Linked DNA regions of Danio rerio: region 2 is linked to region 1. A link is a contact called in public Micro-C data. All regions are on one chromosome and are shown on one strand. Each heading gives the region's core, a stretch centred on a gene start, on an enhancer-like site or on the middle of the called end of the contact. The rest is flanking DNA. Distances are from core to core; before and after follow the strand shown. Region 1 holds the start of LOC141377981. Region 2 holds the start of LOC137487707.

Evidence for each region. Hi-C and Micro-C count contacts between places; a contact is called where the count stands out from the background.
Region 2: a contact with region 1 is called in a Micro-C map of caudal fin, with 2.9 times the contacts expected there. The contact joins the promoter of LOC137487707 here to the promoter of LOC141377981 in region 1. A contact is called at or near these places in 3 of 18 Hi-C or Micro-C datasets (caudal fin, embryo and hematopoietic stem cells).

The regions. Positions count from the first base shown.
Region 1 is chr15:660,106-667,051 of GRCz12tu, forward strand. LOC141377981 reads left to right here and starts at 2,824. Exons shown (of 8, transcript XM_073924268.1): 1 at 2,824-2,869; 2 at 3,757-3,865; 3 at 3,962-4,101; 4 at 6,401-6,946. LOC100536922 reads left to right here. Exons shown (of 6, transcript XM_073924210.1): 6 at 1-2,542.
Region 2 is chr15:845,216-852,161 of GRCz12tu, forward strand. It overlaps LOC137487707, which reads left to right and starts at 3,439. Exons shown (of 4, transcript XM_073924310.1): 1 at 3,439-3,487; 2 at 5,784-5,951; 3 at 6,438-6,946. The region is part of intron 2 of LOC141377992 (a long non-coding RNA gene); the gene reads right to left.

The DNA.
Region 1 (6,946 bases), core at 1,574-4,073:
ACGGTCTCCAATATGTTACTAATTACAGTAAAACTACACACAGCAGACATTTAGTCCTTATTTGGGTTCAAAAACAGCACGAAATTTAGCCCACAGTCAGTGCACACGTCTCACCTTTATCTTTAATCTTCAGCAGCACGTGTAGCCTCTGTTATTTCGTCATTCCCAGTTCAGAATAGTCCAGAAGCTGATGATAAAAGTTAAACATGGCAGTTTGTTCATGTTTTAGGTTGCTGAAGCATCATTTGCTGCTGTTTTTTTCAGCTTCTCCTCTGTTTTTTTGCGCTTCACTCTCGCGTTTGTCCATTTCTGAAAGGATCGGATATCAGAGCGATTCAATTATCCCGTGCATGTTATTATGAGCTTAAGAAGCTTGTTGTTTCAAATATAGCCACACTGCAAGCTCTCTCGCACTTTTAGACAGCAAGGCACGGCAGATTTAGTTCTTCTTGGCTTTGTGGCTGTTCATCAAGACGTTGATGTTTGTTTGAGCTCAGGTTGACCATGGGATGTTATTATATGTATTTAGTATTACGCTGTAATGTCTCAGCGTGTATTTAAAAATGCAACTTACTTTTTCATCTTGCTTCTGCGAGTGACGCATCTCTGTCAATCAATAGCGTTCATCTGCGCGTCTAGCTCCACCTTTTGGTACCCTTTGTTTTCGTGCTAGGTACTCTTTACAAATGGTGACCAAAAAGTGGTATGCGGCGGTTTGCTTTTAGGTACCTATGACAGTGGAAACGGAACCGTACTGTACCACTCAGTGGAAGCGGGCCATTAGAAATTGTGTCATTGATTTGATGAAGGTTTTAAAACGGGTGCCCAAACCCTGTTCCTGGAGATCTACCTTCCTGCAGAGTTCAGCTCCAACCCTGATTAAACACGACTAAACCAACAAAGTATGACAGGGCTGCCCTGCAGAGTTTAGCACCAACCCAAATCAAACACACCTGATCAAGCTAATCAAGGTCTTATTTGGTAGTATTGGTCTTATTTCCAGGTGGGCAAGTTGGAGCTAAACTCTTCAGGACACCAGCCCTCCAGGACCAAGTGTGGACATGGCCTATGAGTAGCTCAGTTCACCTTTTCATTCGTAGTTTGAGTCGTTCGTTCACGTGACACATGTAGTCGCATATAAGCTCAACCCCTGCACACAGTCTGAGCCGGTAGACCCATGATTAGTTCAGCTTTCGACTCTTCTATCATGTGATGAATGAAGGTCTTAAAGCTGATAGAAAATGGAACTAATCTTATCCCCCGTCTGCACAATGTGTGCATGTGCAAATGAACAAATCGCTCCCTTACAGTCGCATAAGATACAGATGCACTTCTGGATCTGTCAGAAAAACATGTTCAGATGTTAACACACACCAGTGAATCCGATTCAGAAGAAAACATCTAAATTCCTCCAGTAGAGGTTTGCTATATCTCTCTAACGTAAAGGGAAACGTAGCCCTGATTCGTAGTCCACATCCAGGGTTAATATGCCTTAATTAAACTCTGCATCAAAGCTGTATTGATTAAAACGTTACTAGAGTGCATGTCATTATGGCAAACTCCGTGGTTTATGCACTCTTGGTCACACTGGATGATCAAACTCTTCCCAGCGCTGTCTTCCAAGTGTCCACAGTGGCTGAGGAAACGCTCCGGTGGTTCACAGGGCTCTGGAAATCCTCCTGAAACTGCTCAAAGAGACGTACAGTGTGGGTTCTGGAGGTGCCGTAAGCATATTCATCAACAACATCGTTGATGAGTCCTTTAAAATAGTCTGACTATAGACTGTTAGTTGAATGTCTGCATAATCTTAATATTATTTCAAAACAATCTGTATTTACCTTCATATACTAAAATGCATTGATATTCAGTCTTACAAAAATGACTCCCACAATGCAGAATTGATGGCCACCTGAACAGAGAGAGAACATCAGTATAAATCACGACATGCCCTTCAAAGCAGGATTAAATCTGTGGGTGATCATTTGGACCAAACAGTATTTCATAATATGCTTTATTACAATCACCTACCCTGCAACATGGGACTCGTCAGCAGTTTGTTGTTAAAGGAAGGATCATCTCCAGAGACTTACTGTTTGGGACTTTGTCTAATACAGAAAACTACACTTTACTTTTTAATATGAATGGTGTCGATTAATATGGCGTGAGCATCATTAAAACACTCTATTTGTTTTAATATTTTCATGCTTTTTAATTTTGACATTGGCAGTCTTGCCTCAAATTGTAGTAGAGCTTGAATTCAATTGAAATAATGTATTAATTTACCCAAGATGATGAAACCTGAAATATTATACGGTTTACTTCATTCAATGTACAAAAATATTTCATTTCACAATGACAATTAAATTGAGAGAATGCAGACATGACTGACAACAAAAAAATACAAACAGCTCCTATTTCATATGTTCTGATTTTCATAATATGTGTTTGATACCATGAAATGGAAATTAATCAAGAATGTTGTAGATGCTGATAATTGAAAACAATATGGGCTGTGTTGGCTTTGAGAGGTAACAAAAAGAAATGCAAACAAATATGTAATTGCTTTTTTCTTGGTGGAACAGCCAAAGGAAGAAAATGCCTTATATGTGTGAACTATGATTTAATAAATAATATTCACACTCTCACTTTGTCTTTTCAGTCATTTCTATGATTTAAAAATGTTTGTGTATTTGCATTCTTTTTACATGTTTTTTTTATATTTGCAGTATATCATTTAAGAAATCTACTTTTTAAATCAGTTAATCAGCTCATGCTGTTTGTGATTTTAGCAAGACTTTTAATTTGGTTTGTCGACGTGTCGTCACCAGACTGCGCCGCGCTCCTGCGTCTGTGATGCGGCTGAAGGAAGGTTTGTGTTTGTTTACATTCTGAAAGCGTTTAAATCAACGCAGCTCGACCGATTTAGATTTTGTAACACGTTATGGTAAATTGGATTATTAGTAAGTATGTAACGCTGTAATTCTTTATCTAACATTACCGACGGTTTTCCACACATGAGCAACAGAAAAGATCTCGTTTCACTCTTTATATCGTCAGTGAGCTTCACAAGTTCAGTCACTGAACAGGAGAGAAATCGAGCTTGTTAAACAGCTGGACGATTGAGTCAAATGATTCCATGATCCGAATCTTTCGTATGTGATGACGACACTTTGAACAAACCACAATAACATCTGATTTTGAAATTCTTGGATTATGATAAAAACACTGGGTTTTGTTATCATTATTTAGATTTTATTTGTCACCTGTCATATTCACTAATGCAAATTTACTAGCCTGGAATGTTTTATAAACACCATTATTAAGGGACAATATAAAAATAAAAAAAAGCATTTAAACTGTATTCTTATTTGAAACCTTAATGATTCTTACGTTACTCAAGACCTTTACTCTCTTTGGCTAGACACATGCATATTTTGTCTTTTTATTTGTAATTTCTTTTCTGTATTCCCCTGGTCAACTTTCATCAATGGATTTGCATTGTTCTTTACGTGTACATAATAATCTTAATAATAAAAAAGACAAATAAGTCATGATAGAATCTACAAAAACGAACAAAACCTGACAGTAAACCTGTATTATTATAATATCTGTATATTTTTATGATTTACTTCAAATATAGTTAAACTAGTCAGCAAAACACCATGGCATCTTGTTTTAGATGTTGTGAAAGCTGTTTGTGTTTTTATGAAAGTTATGGTTAATGTAATATAATTCATTCATTCATTTTCCTGTCAGCTTAGTCCCTTTATTAATCCGGGGTCGCCACAGCGGAATGAACCGCCAACTTATCCAGCAAGTTTTTACACAGCGGATGCATTTCCAGCCGCAACCCATCTCTGGGAAGGTAATATAAATCAGTAAACCCAAATCTGTTCATATGCTTTCTATTTTATTAATGTGCATTTCTGGTGTTCATTGTATTGGATTTTGCTTTCCTCAGTGTAAATGATCCTGGCAGAGTGTCCAAACACAAAGAACAGCAGATTATTATAAAGATGGCGTTTGTTAAAGAGGAGAGTGAAGATGTGAAGATTGATGAAACATTCGCAGTCAAACATGAAGATCCTGAGGAACAAACAGGTTGGTTTTCACTCTCAGAGCTCCACTCAGTCATTTAACTACACAAATCAGTGAAACTGGTGGAAAGTTGAGCATTCTGATGTATCTGAGACCTCCATGTGTTCTGACATACACAAATTTCCTAAATATGGGATGATAAAGATGGCATTTCTGCCATCAATTAAAAAGGGGTATTACTAAGTAAAGCATATAGCAGACCGAAACCGCGTGATTCTGATCTTGGTTAACAGCAGCTGGCAATAAAGGGTTAGTTCACCCAAAAATGTAAATCTCCTGTTAATTTACTCACCCACAGGCACATTAAAGCAGATTCTGAGCTGAATCCGTGGTGGCTGAGCATTCATATAATGGCAGTGAATGCTGACGGGTTTTGTAGATTAAACAAACACATACGAACTAGTCCAATAGCCATGGCTCCTGATGACACCCTGAGGTTTTATGAAGAGAAACGATTGGTATAGAAAGTGAACATTATTACAATATTATAAGCTTTTATTTACAACCTGGTCACAGTTAAAACGACTGCTTCACAAAATGTAAATGACTGTATTGTTGCTTTAAAATGGGTGGTCATATTGATATTCACATCATTTAGTAGCACATTTTCTAGCCTGGTTTCTCGAATGTCTAATTCAGATCTATTTGGTATGTGTTTTTGGGCTTGATTCTGATTTTTATTTACCCTTAAAACACAATAACCATGCATAATCTGTTTTTAATGCAAGCATGTGCATCTTTCTTTGTTGCATATCATTATAGCACAGTTTGAGCTGAATAAAGTTATAATTAAAAGAATTAAGCACGAATGTCAGAGCATATCCAAATATTCCAACAGCCTCAAAATCACCTCAGAGCCCAGTCTAAACAAGGTCATTTTCACACATAAGGGTTGGAACTAGTCATTGTCTTCTTGGATCGCGTTTTAGACCAAAATCCTGTAAATACACCAAAGAGACAAAAGCTGACTAAAACAATTGCCGCCTTCTGTGCCTTTTCAAAAGGACGTGTCTTTTCTCTTCAGGCAGTGTCTGTTTTCTCATTCCGCAATGGGGAAATGAACCAAAGTCCCTTTAGGCAAGTCATTTCACTAGGCGACCATCTTTGAAACGCTGTATGCTCAGGCATTCTGTTTGAATGGGGACTATCGAATTCTCTAAAACTACTTTCCAAGGGTACGATTCGTTCATATTACGAATAACCAATAAGATTAAATAACAGCTGTATATTTAGTTTCATTTCTAATTTTTCGTATCACAAAATCTGCAGAAACTCACGTCTAGTCCAAGCCCCTCCCCTGGAGAATTTTCATTCTATATTCATTGCTGATTGGCTCTTGTACTAGAAGGTGGGCTTGATTCGCTATATAGCGATCGCTGATTGGTTCCTGTACTAGAAGGCGTGGCTTCATTCAGCATATTAACAGTTACACTTTTCCCCATTCAAAAGTATACGAGTGACATGTCTTGTGGATTTAATAGTCGTTGTCTGAACTTCCGACATGCACTAAGCGCAAACAAAACACCATTTGTACCATTGTACAATATTTGTACCGTCACAGTAATCGTCACTTACCATGGAGATGGAGGGATTTGCTCATGGAAATGTGTCTGATAATCTAATAATTCCTATCATTTGCAAATGTTTGAGAAATTAAAGTTACAGCCGGCCGCTCCTTGACTTGAATTGTTTTGTCTCTTCACTACATCACACTCGTGCTCCGATTCTTTCCTAAAAATCCAACCAGAGCACTCTTTTCAGCCGATGCCGAAACGACACCCTGGAGTCGAGCCAACGAGCGGCGACATGTGGAGCACACTAAAGACACTAGCCTGACCAATGGACTGTTAAAGCCCAAAGGCCGAACGTATGCTGGGTGTGTCCCGTCCAAAGACTAGAGCACCAGAGGGCTATTGTGGCTGAATGGTTTGAAAGTCAGAATTTAACCTGATCCTTTTGGTTATAAAGTCCTAATTAGAAGTAGATGCTGTAGTTTCAGCAAGGACATCAAATTCACAGTTACCTCCTGTTCCACCACATGCTAGAGCAGGGGTGTCCAAACTCAGTCCTGGAGGGCCGACGTCTGGCAGATTTTAGCTCCAACTTGCTTCAACATACCTGCAAGGATGTTTCTAGAAAGCCTAGTAAGAGCTTAATTAGCTAGCCCAGGTGTGTCTGATTGGGGTTGGAACTAAACTTTGCAGGAAACCTTCCCTCCAGGACCGAGTCTGGACATCCCTGTGCTAGAGGATTACCATACATGGCTGCCTCTAGAATGATGTATCTTTAAAACATTTTAAAGATTGTTTCCTGGACCAAGGCCGTATCCTGAGCTGATGCTGTGGTGGTCATGGACGAGAGGAGAGTGTGACAGACGAGTCTCCGTATTGATCCTGTGGGCCAGCTTGATTACCAGCCTGTAACCTGCTCACACCTGCAGTTCTCCACGATCGACATCCCGCGTTCTCCAGCCTCCGGTGCCTAGACTGCAGCTCCACACAGGAAGTTTGGCCAGGAGAAAAATGGTCGAGCCTACCTCCTCAAGTTTTTTTCCCTTCACTTCGTCCATTGGTGAAGTTTTTTTTCCTCGCCACTGTTGCCACTGGCTTGCTTGGATTGAGACTTGTGGAGCTGTGGATGGATGGATTTGCTCTTTAGTGTTTGGACTTTCAGCAGTGAACTGAACTTCAAACCTGAAATCTGGACTTTACTAGAACTTCTATGTTAAGCTGCTTTGACACAATCAACATTGTAAAAGTGCTATAGAATTAAAGATTAATTAGAATTTTATTAGAGCGAGAGAAAAGAGGGGAAGGATCTGCGAAGGACCTTGAGTTGGTAATTGAAC
Region 2 (6,946 bases), core at 2,189-4,688, 190 kb after region 1:
CAATATATACAACAATTGTGTTCAATTTCAACTGTATTTTATACAATTTCAAAGGGTTTCCTTTCAAATGATACTAAACTTTTGTATTTACACCTCTGCATGTGTGTATGGGAAGCTTTTTAAATTGGAAGGCCAAATTCTGGCAGAATTACCCCAAATACCCCCAGAGCTTAACTGGTTAAGACTCGAGCAAACAGTTCGCGCCGCATTTGATTTGAGTTGAAAATGAAACGCTCTGAATATATTTTGTCTGAAACAGGTACGACTGTACAGACATCTGTATGTTCCCTGATCAAAGAGATAACCTGATGATCAATAATTCTTGGCTGTAAATTGCAACAGCCGTGGGAAAGGAGGAAAGTTTTTGTTAAAATGTTTGGATACCCTGAGGGATACGTTTGTAAAAGAGGCCATGACAAAAGTGGAGAGCCGTGTGGTTTAACTACACAATTACAGAATGTTTTTCCACCATTTTTCCACTGATATTTATAGAACAATGTTGGAATTTACAACAATGAATTAATTACAAAACTAAGGGCACACTCACACTATGTTATCCGAAACGTGGCCAGGCAAGTTTCCTGCATCGTTTGAGAAGTGTGAGTGCTCTGAGTTGGGCTCAGGCATAGTCGAGGTAGACAGGAGGGGGGACAAGCGTGCTTCAGCCTGGTTCAAGACAACTGTACATAGTGTGAGTACGCAATTAAATTAAGGAACAAATAATTTCTTTGATAACTGGAAAGGAATATTTGAACCTGTCGGTTTAACTTTACAATATACTGATGCCCTGTTTCTCTAGGCCAGTGGTTCTCAAATCGTGGTACATGTACCACTAGGGGTACGCAGGCTTCCTTCTAGCGGTACGTGTAGGAATCACAGAATAATTAAAGTAAAAAATGAACACACTTTTAACGCATACAATAACACAGATGTGGTCAGTATATTGAGTTTAATAGGCTTAACCTTTTATTTTCAATTTTTTAATGTTTGTTATACCTGAAGGCATAAATTATACCTTTAAATTATATATAACAACATTTTATATCATATTTTGTATGATCAGGTTCTAAAAAAAATGATTTCAATGTTTATCACATTGCACATGCGCAAGTGTATCCCCCACCATCAATCATAGAGCAGTCCAGCAGTCAAATTAGGTAAAGATTTAGCCTTAAAAATGTAAAAGTTTATCATTTTTAGTTGTTAGTCCACAGCTAATAATGCTTTTATTATTTATTTTTGCATTAAGACCAAAAGCAGAAAAGGATATTAAGTGATATAAGAATAAAACCAGCAAAATAAATCAATTAAAAGTAAATTAAAGTACAAAAGGTACATTTTAGACCTTTCGGGCACAGAGGCCGGAATTGCTTAGGGTCACTAAATCTGCCCCTGGCCAGAAGCTTGTTTCAAGAAGCTGTCTGTGTCTACACTACTGCACAATTCACAGCAGAGTAAAGGATTGGACATTGTATGTTAATGTGTTGTGAGCTTGTGTCTGGGAAAAGCTTCGATTCAGTGCAAATATATAATAATTGGGATGACTTAGTGATAAAACAAATATTTATATATAATAGAAATGTCAGATATTAAACTAACATTGCTTCATCATTCCATTTAAATTAACCTGAACACTGTAGTACAGTCACCTAATGTAAAAATGAAGCATGAAGAAGAAATGTAACAAAATTAAATTTGAGCAGACACACAATGATCTGTTTCTGTTTGAAGAGAGACTGAAATTTTGTAGTTATTGTACACTGCATAGAAATAAAGAAAGCACACATGCATTCATTTTAATACAAACATTTTTTAAAGAGCATGTTAACTCAAAACCTCAACGATTTTTATTGTTTAAGTACTTGTTTCATAGATAAATATGCGGTTTTAATATATGAATGGGACTTTTATTTGACCTGCATGTGACGTCATAAGCCGGCGCTGCGCTCCTCATAGATAGTTTCGACTGGAGAAAGGTTTGTACTTTAAATTATTCCTGTTAAAAGTATTAAAATGAATGATAATGATTAGATTGTTGCATAGACTTCAAAATATCTGTCGTGCGAATTAATTCTTACTCGGTGTGATATTATATTGCCTCATTTATAGCCTTACTCGACATGTATGAACAATATTTTTACTTCACACATAAGAAACAATAAACCAGCGTCTCATTTATGTTGTTAATCTGTTTATTATCAGCACTAATTCAGTTTATAGCGAGTAGAGATGCGAGTCAACTGAATCAAATACTGCTGAACATGATTCACTCATGTGACTCTTCTGAATCTCCGCAGTTTGATACTGAAACAGACACACCACACTCCCGATCGCATCATACCTGAATAAACACCAGAAAGATCAAACTGGATAAAAGCCTGACAGCGTTGTATTGTGCGCCAAGAGCTTTACAAGAAAGAAATGTCTGAAGGCGTACAGAAGAGAAGCCGGTTTTTACTTTTAGGGAGTTTCTGACAAAAAGTAAAACATTTTAAAAACATACCAAAAACAAAAACCCAGCCCAAATCAAAATGTATTTTTGTTTTTGTGAGCAAAAGAAAAAAGAAAAGTGGCCATTTTCTTTTTTTTTCGTTTAAAAACTGATATGGACTGGACAGAAGATTCCCTGATTAATCAGTTGATGCATTTTTTTAATTAATTAATGTTTATCATTTATTTTATTAATCATTTAGTGATTTAATTTCTTTATTTTATATATTTCTCATTACTTGTTCTGATTTTAGTGCTTTTTTTTATTGTTTAGTTTTTATGATGGTGTTTCCTGACATGTTCCTCTCCACAGATATGAGGGTGTATCTATATTTCAAGGTCTTGGGGTCTGATGTATAATAACACTTGTTATATTTGTGCTGTTCTGATGAAGTATGAGAGCGCACCGAAACACATGCCACTAAGAATATTCAATAAACCCTGCTCTTTTATTATCACTTTGTCTCCTGCTTCTGCTCTTTTCTGGCTTCCTGGGTAACTTAACTGGGTAAATACGTACATTAATTTCACATTAATGATATGAATATCCAAATGTTGTGATGAGGACCACTGAATCCAATTTTGTTTATTTGTTTTGGAGTTTACTTTTATAGCACAATAAGGACATACACTTAAAGGCTCTGTAATCCTCAAAGTATTTTTTCAGTAGTGTAAAAATGATTAAAAACTATCCGTATTTTGCCAATCCCTATATTTTTGGTTTTACCTGTCAACAACAACAACAAAAAAAACAGCTTCACTGTAAAAGCACAGCTGTTGAATCATTTAGTTCTACATTATATATATATATATATATATATATATATATATATATATATATATATATATATATATATATATATATATACACACACACACACACACACACACACACTTTACAATTGTAACGTAAATGGGACTTTTATTTTGCTTTGCATGTCTGATGTCATAAGGATGCGCCGTGCTACTGTATCTCCTGTGTTTCAACCAGAGAAAGGTTTGTTTCTTGTCATTTTAAGAGATTTTTAACATTTGTTTAGGCTTTAAAATATCAATAATGTAAATTAAAGCTGCAGTAGGTGATGGTCTTCAGAAGCATTTTGTTGTGCTGGTTGAAAGTCTCTTCACATTCCAGTAGTAATGATTAAAGTAAATGATCTAAGAGTGTTTACATGTGTTTTTATATTCTGGATAAGGCATAAAACTAAAAAATGTTCATGCAATTAAATATTGTTGGACCGACAAATAACTTAATTACAACAGGTAACTCGAACTGTCAACACATTTACATGTGAATTTCTGCGCAGCCTCTTTAAGCAGACAGATACGTCACTCGCACGCACACGTAGGCACAGATCTTCCGCTGACAAAGAGACATCATCAGGCAAACTCTGCATCAACCTGAACTTCTTTCTGAAAGACCAGCGTGGACTTGTATGCATGAAAAGAAAGATTATGGTAACACTTTATTTTAGTGGTCCATTTGAGTATTAGCAGACTGTCTGCTTAATATCTGTTCATACAGACATTTAACTATGAGAGACTTTTCAAGGACATGTCAACTTACACTAGCCCCAACCTAACAGTCTACTTATAATCTAATGAGTTGGCATGTAGATGCACTGTAACTTAAATTCAACAAACGAACCGTCAAAATAAACTGTGACCAAGATTGTTTCTAAAAGCGTTTCTGCCAAAAATGCTCAATCAAAACTTATAAACACTGACTCCATATTAGAGTTACTTTAAAACAACGATCTGAAGGGGGCCACCATGGCTGAAGTATTACGTTTAGACAGGTCTGTTTTAAAACTATCATAGCCACGCAAAGCTGATGTAGACTGTACTTGTTTATGAAAGGGTTATATGCACGGTAGTGTTGTTCAGCCACTGAAAACGTCCGGCAGAACATTTTGGCTATTTTCAAGATCATGTAGTTCCTTCTACAGCATCCATAATATAGTCAGTTAAGTAGACCTGAGAGATCGTTTAGTTGTTCAAGTAAAAAAGGAGCTAAAATCAAGCGATGTACGAGGATCAGCGAGCACAACTGAAAATGAAAAGTCACTTGTTGTCTTGCTAACGTGAACATAAGTGTAATGTAAACAGATGACAGGATATGTTTTAGCAGTAGCACCTCCTATTCTGATCTGATTTTTATTTAGTTTAATATCAAAACATCAGTATATGTGCTCGTCCCCCTAACCAGCTTTACTGAGGTGAAGTCAGATTTATTCACACATTTGTTCAATGGTTGAACAGTGACTGGGGAAATGTAATCCTGCACCCGCCGGCCTGTCAACAACTACTCTTGATGAAGTGCGTGTCTCCATCGAGTTTTCTAACTGGTGAAATTTTTTTTGTTTGCTTGTTTATATTACAGGGACAATACACTTGACATTGTTATACAAAGATAACCGATGTTGTGTACGTAGGGCATATAACATAAAGCTAATTTGCAGCACTCGTCCATGGTCAGGCTTTACATAAAAAAATAAAATAAAAATAAAATAAAAAAAAAACAGTCAAGAATAAAACACAATACAGCAAACATGTACAATATTTACAGAGCCATAAACATAAGATGCAGCTCAATATGGATAAAGAGAAATGTAAATGGGACCAATCTGAAAGAGTAATGCTTATTGCTCACATTGCTGTAAAGATTTCTACCACTCTTTCAGCTTTACAGAAAAAACTCTGAGTTCTGATTGTAACTTTAAATGAACAGACATGGCATTCCATAGATGTTAACCTTTTACTGAAAAGGATGACTGACCCACAGCGGTTCTGCATCTGCGGATTCTACAATTCCCACTTACTGCCCCTCTAGTCTTCGCCTTCGATGACATGATCTATTGTTATATCTAATCAGTGCGTGTTCATGTGTTCATGACTTAAGGAGGCTTGGCTTTGTACAGTAGGGGAGGGTCATAAAATTTCTACGCTACTATGCTAATGCTAGCGTTTTGGCAGATCACCTACTGCACCTATAGTTATCTTTCAGTGTGATGTTAGATATGCCTTATCCAATGTATGAACATTACTTTAGTCACATTAAATTGTAAACCGCTTCCACACTTGAGAAGCAGAAAAGTTGCGTCTTGTTTAATGTTGTGAATCAGTGTGTTATCAACACTAATTCAGTTTATAGTGATGCGAGTCAACTGAGTTGAATGCTGCTGAACACGATTCATTTATTTGAATCTTTTGAATCACTACAGCTTACTGAACTAGAGAGCTGATGGAGACTGGATTTGTGTCTTTCTGTTCATTATTCTGATCTTCAACAGGACAAACACAGAAGATCTGCTGAAGCGACTGAGCTCAGACTGTTATAAAGATGGCGTTTATTAAAGAGGAGAGTGAAGACATCAAGATTGAAGAAACATTCACAGTCAAACATGAAGAGACTGAAGAAGCTTTCAGAGTCAAACATGAAGATCCTGAGGAACAAACAGGTTGGTTTTCATCCTCAAAGTGACTCCTTTACATGAGCATATGACAGTTTACAGCAAAAGTGTATAGAGATCTGGTGAGAAAATCAGAACATTGTCCAAATAGACCAAAACTAAAAAAATGAACCTACCTGAGATTGTTATTGTTCTAGGGCTGAAATACAGCAGAGGCATTGACCAATCCCTACAGAGGTACTTGATTGACTGTGAGGCATATTAAACACAGTTTTATTTTTAATAAACATTCGTCACCCTCTCTAACGCACACAGGTTGATACGTAAATCCAATTCAGAAAAGATTGTTGCTCCTTGCAGAATATCGAAGGCTGAAGATATTAAGAGCAATGGACATCAGTTTCTTATTGTAATCTCATTCAGCTTACGATAATCAATAAAAGAACACAAGGAACCCTCTCTCATAAAGGAAAATTCCAGTCTTGCTGGAGAATACAACTTCAGACACTTACTTCTCATGTGATATGTGTTCAGAAGCTGACAAGTAATACCATATAGTGGAGAAGTACCTGGGGGAAGATCAATACCACAATTGCTGGTCTTTGAGGAAGGAGAGAAATAGCTCGGACTGTCTGAAGACCTCTGTCAAATTGTGAAGAACACCAGACAGGTCGGTAGGTTCATCCTGTAACACAGAGGCAGAGATGATTTACATGACATGATAATTTCCAAGATAGTGAAGATCCATTAGTCCGTTCAACATGATGGTTATGCTTAACCAGCCAAAGATGGCCCAAAATAACAGACAGTAAGGGACGGGAAAACAAAAAACAAAATAGATTTTTGATAATTGCTATAAATGGTGAGACTCACCATTGTAATTAATAGGCAATCTAAGGGTTTGACCATCAAAAGTGAAGATACGGGTGTGATAGTCAGAGAAGTGTGTCATGATACGCATCATGCATAAAGTGAACTTCTGCCCCAGAGTCTACAAAAGCAGAGCAGGAAAGTTTGAACTCCGGACCTCTGTTGCAAGTGGT